Regions from separate parts of the Sus scrofa genome. Here region 2 is linked to region 1. The links are chromatin contacts, called in public Hi-C maps. All regions are on one chromosome and are shown on one strand. Each heading gives the region's core, a stretch centred on a gene start, on an enhancer-like site or on the middle of the called end of the contact. The rest is flanking DNA. Distances are from core to core; before and after follow the strand shown.

Region 1 (2,600 bases), core at 43-2,542:
GAACAAGTTGGGAAGAACTGACATCTTGACAATACAGAGTCATCCTATTCATTAACATGAAATGTTTCTCCATCGAGTAGTTTGGTTTCGTTCATCAGAGTTTTGTGTTTTTCCTCATATAAATCTTACACATATTTTGTTAGATTTATACCCCCAATCTTCACTTACAAGGGGTGCTAATTTTAATAGTATTGTTTTAATTTTAAATCCCATTTGCTAATTGCTGATACATAGTAAGGATATATAGTAAATTAACTTTGTATATTAATCTTGCATCCTGTCACCCTACTTTAATCACTTATTTGTTTCAGGAGGCTTTTTTTGTTCTTTCAGATTTTCTACATAGACAATCAGGTCATCTGTGAATAAAGACTGTTTTATTTCTTCATTGTCAAGCCATATACTTATATTCTTTTTATTGTATTAGCTAAGACTCAGTATGATATTGAAAACGAATGGTGAGAGGGGACATCCTTGCTTTGTACCTAATCTTAGTGGAAAAGCTTCTAGTTTCTCATCACGGTGTCAGCTGCAGGTATTTTTGGTAAATATTCCTTACCAAGTCGAGGAATTTCCCTCATTCCTAGTTTACTGAGAGATTTTTTTGTTTTGTTTTGTTTTTTTCCAAATCATGAATGGATGTTGACTTTTGTCAAACACTTTTCCTGCAGCTATTGATATGATCATGTGATATTTCATTTTTAGCCTATTTTTGTGATAGATTACATTAATTGAATTTGAAATGTTAAACCAAGCTGGCATTCCTGGGATCAATCCCACTGAGGCGCCCTGTGCCGAGGGGCTCTGTGTGTGTGGACTCACACCTTCAATATTTCAGCAGTTGACAACTCTGACTTAGCTTCTAACTCCTGCTTGTGTAGCTCCTCAAGGTCAGCCAGGGGTGAGAGAAGAGGGCCTTCCCAGGGCTTTCCTGGGCCTGCAAACAACCCTACAAAGCACCCTACATGTAGATTCCCAGGAACATGCTGAAGCTTTTCAAAACCCCCTATGGACATCTCATTCCTCAGATTTCCTTTTCAAGGGTTTTGGCCAGCCTCCTGCTTTCTCTGACTGGCATTTTTGCCTAGGGCAGCTGTGATATTAGAATAGTGCTGCTGATTCTTTTTTCTTTCTTTCTTTTTTTTTAAACAAAAGTCCTGGTGTTAGGACTTTCCTCACTTAGCAAGCTCTTAGTCAGATCAAATAAAGATAAGCTCTGTTAAAGGGCTTACCCAGGGAGCTGCCAGAGAGGTCAAACAGTGACAGTTTTCTGGAGATGTGGCTTTTCCAGGGAGCCCCGAGCATGTTCTGCTCCCTCCAGTGGCTGATGGGCTGCTGGTTTTCTCAGTTACCATGGTTTTGAGTCTGTTGGTTTTCAAGGCTACTGTGGAGCTGGGAAGAATGAGATGGGAATAGGCCAAGTTTAAATGCCACTCTTCTGAGATTCAGCCATTTTCCTTAAATAAATGCTCTTCACTGATGCAAGCCTCTGGTTAATTTCCAGAGTTCTGAAAATGTTATTTTTTGGATAATTTTTGCCTGTGTTCTCATTGCTTTTATGGAGGAGCTGATTTCAGAAGTCCTTACTCCACCATTCCAGAAGTGCTTCTTCCATAAGCATTAATTTTTGTACTGTGCTGTAATGTAACATGTTTCAAGACCTTCTGTGGAATATTCCATTTTTGCCCTAAACTTCTGCGCCTTGTGAACTATTTTTTCCTGCTTTTATTCTGCCTTTATTTTTCTTCTAAATGTTAGCCCACCATCTTTCTACAGCAGCTCTCTCCTTGTCAGTATACTACTTCTAACACGCTGCGGGCTTAATAATCAAACAGCGAATCCGTGTAGCAATGTTAGAATGGTTTGCATGGTCCGCTGCAAGAGGTGTGGGTCTTGTGACACTGTGACTACTCAGAAATCACTTTGGCTTCCTCTCTTCTATATTCTAAAAATGAGGTTTCCAGATATCTGAATTTAGAGGAAGTGAGCTGGTTATGTCCAGATCACACTCTTTGCTAAGTCAGATTCATCTACAGTCAGACGCCTAATTCTGGGAGACATGAGTGAAGATGGCTTTGACCAAGTAGGATTTTCAAGGAAGCAGTAACCAGGATGGAGAGTGAGAAAGCTCTGAAATTATGTCACATGAGGAATAGTGGAAAGGTGGTGATACGTCATTGGGAAAAAGAAAAACTTGGAAAAAAAGAAAAACCACTGGAGTATAGGATAGACTGATACAGTAATAAAATTATTCTGTCTCCCTCCACCATAACCATGCCACTTTGTAACAGCTTATAAGCCAAAAAGCATAAGTTATAATGGGACAGATTTTGACTTAGTCAGTATAAAAGAAATTTCTAATAATGAGAACCGCACACTATAACTCACTATGTGCCATAGCCTGAGGACCCTGTATTGGATAGAAGACTAGAGAATATGACAGCCAAGGTCATATCCTTTTCTTTTTTGCGGGGAGGTGGGGGGCGCGCACACATATATGGAAGTTTCTGGGCCAGGAACTGAATCTATGCACAGTAGCGACACGAGCCGCTGCAGTGACAACATTGGATCTTTAATCCACTGTGCCACAAGACAACTAA
Region 2 (2,600 bases), core at 36-2,535, 150 kb before region 1:
GGTGTTGCCGTGAGCTGTGGTGTAGGTCACAGACGTGGCTCAGATCTGGTGTGGCTGTGGTGTAGGCCAGCAGCTACAGCTCCAATTAGACCCCTAACCTGGGAACCTCCACATGCCATGGGTGCGGCCCTAAAAAGACAAAAAAAAAAAGAAGACATAGAATGTTAGCACCTAAAAGAAACCAGACAGAAGCACACTCCACTCTGCCACGGGAATTCATCAGCAAGTACAGACGCGGAAGTTAGGTCAGCACCCTACCAGTGAACGACAATGAGGTTTTTCCACAGCTACTCTACCAGGTCAAAACTTTAGAATAAGTTAATGTATCTTGGACACAAAACTTGGTATTGAAGATGCTGGAACCCCTTGAGAAAAATGAGGTTCTACTGGATATTTGTGTATTTTTCACACCGACCACATTTGGCAGAAAAATCTTTTTTCGACTCTGACAGTAGCCTAGTTTTTGTTTCAGTAAGAGAGGTAAGTTTCTCATCTATTACTAGAATATGCAAGTATATGCAAAGACAAATGCCTAAAAACAAAAACAGCAATGAATTTCATTTTATTTCTAAAACAAGAACTAATGAAAATGGCCAGTAGACCTTCTTAAACTTAAGGAAAACACCATATGCACGTGTTCTTTCTCATGAATAAACGCCTGGGGTTTCACAGATCTCTGCTCCAGTCCAGCTGACCACACAGTGCGTGTATTATTTAGCATCAGGATTCAACCAGTAAACCTGCCTTGCTTAGCTAAGGACTCTTAAAAATTCTATTTGCTCTTCTTCTTATGGGTTAGCTCAGCTCAAAACCACCACACTACATGTGGAAGAACCACAGCAGCTCCATTTTCTACCGTTCCCAGCCCGCCCCAACTGGTGGGCACGGTGCACGCCTTCTGGGCGCAGGCCCTCTGAGAGCATCAGCGCCTCCTGGGGGAGCCGGGGGCGCTGTCCCTTAGGACTTAAATAGGCGACTCAGACGCCATACACCACAGCCGCTCCCAATTGGGACTAACCACCAGAGCCCCAGAGCAGCTTTCAAACACCTGAGTTTCTGGGCCCTCAGCCCAAGAGCAGTATTTTTTAAAGCCACTCAAGTGACTTTGAGATTTGGCCAAGTTCACGGATCCCTGGAGCAGGGGGCCTCCCCTGGGAGCCGAGGCCTGGAGCAGTGACCCACGGAGGACTTCCTTCCCCTGGGGGCAGAGGACCCCTGCTCTGCAAAGAGAGGGTGCGGGCCGGCTGACCCGCGGTCCTTTCCAGCTCTGAAATGCTCGGGCTGAAGTCCAAGGTCCGAGGTGAGATGCCAGCCGCACTCAGCGCTCAGCTGTGCGCACAGGGGGGAAAGCTCCTCCTTAGGGTACGAGGCGTCCACGAGCAGACGGAAGGGGGTGATTCGGGAGAAAATAATGACGTGACCCTATGAGGAGCCCGCAGGGCGACTGTTTTCATGGTCAAAGGAAGAGCTCACGCCCGTTTCAGTCTCCAAGGAGGGGGCTGTACCTCTCCGGTCAGACACACAACAGTTCCGGTTCTGCAGCGCCAACGCAACTGACATCGCATTTTCCAATAAAAAAGAGTAAAAACTGTTAAGCCCCCATCTGTTTTTTAAAAATATAAACTCACCCTATTAGGATGAAATAAATCCCTGTCCCGGGCTCACCCCTCAAGCAGCTGGGCAATCACAGAGGGGCCCCAAGGAACGAGGCCGAGGGCAGGAGGCGCCCCAGGGCCCCGACCTCCTCACTGACCATGGCAGCGCCCCCTCCCCAAGTCTGAAGGAGGACAAACTTCCCTGCTCGCTGGTAAAATGGAAATGACCTTATCTGTGAGGGATCTTGAGCCCCAACATTCTGTAACTTAATTATCAGAGTGGCTTTTCGACATCGTCCAAATCAGTGGCCAAGTAGTTTCTGCAAAATTATCTGAATTTAAAAAGAGAGACCAAGCGGTGATGGGGCGGGGAGGAGAGCAGTGTGCTGAGGTCACGTAGGTTAAGGCTCTGTTTCTTTTCTTTCTTTAACTGAAAGGCTCTGAGAGCCTCTGCTGTGTTCAATCAAACTGCCCCGTCCAGGCTGGTGCCTAAATCTAGGTTTCCCAGATTGTTCTGCCTGCAGAGATTTTTTTCCCATGGACGATCCCAAAGGACCAGTACTTTTCAGAATACTTTGGAAAACAAGTCTTTTAAGGCTCCTCAGTTTAACTCTCTCAAAACGGCATCTAAATGTCTGCCAAGAGTCTGAGAGAGGCAGGAAAGACCCCGGCTGACAAGACTGCATTTCACTTCTAACCCGCGCGAGACGGCAGAGTTCTGGCTGTCAGATGACCTCCCCCATTACCTTCCTCGTTTTGGTAAATACATCCAGTTATGCATTTTTTTCCTGTGAGAAATGTCTACTTCCTCCTGAAATACTTCACACTTGGCTTAAGATACCCTCTCCAATCACGCATTTAACAGAATAAATTCAACCACTTTAAAGACCAAGACAGGAGGAAGAGTTCAAGACCAGTCCTTCCACAAACTCACAGACAAGCAACCATTTATGTCATCAGAGACCAACCAGGTTTAATTTTAGCAGCAGGGGAAATAAAAGGTTT

What was found. Hi-C and Micro-C count contacts between places; a contact is called where the count stands out from the background.
Region 2: a Hi-C map of epiblast stem cells shows a contact between it and region 1, with 2.2 times the contacts expected there. The contact joins two enhancer-like sites. A contact is called at or near these places in 6 of 47 Hi-C or Micro-C datasets (alveolar macrophages, blood, epiblast stem cells and 2 more) and 1 of 2 datasets of contacts at active chromatin or transcription factors (alveolar macrophages).

What each region holds. Positions count from the first base shown.
Region 1 is chr1:8,272,358-8,274,957 of Sscrofa11.1, reverse strand. No RefSeq gene overlaps it. Among named protein-coding and RNA genes, the nearest start is that of RSPH3, 30 kb to the right of the region's middle. Within about 2 kb of position 1,292, at least 16 of the 83 cell types and tissues checked have an H3K27ac peak or open chromatin away from gene starts, as enhancers often do.
Region 2 is chr1:8,423,121-8,425,720 of Sscrofa11.1, reverse strand. All of the region lies in intron 2 of EZR (ezrin), which reads right to left. Among named protein-coding and RNA genes, the nearest start is that of EZR, 21 kb to the right of the region's middle. Within about 2 kb of position 1,285, at least 17 of the 83 cell types and tissues checked have an H3K27ac peak or open chromatin away from gene starts, as enhancers often do.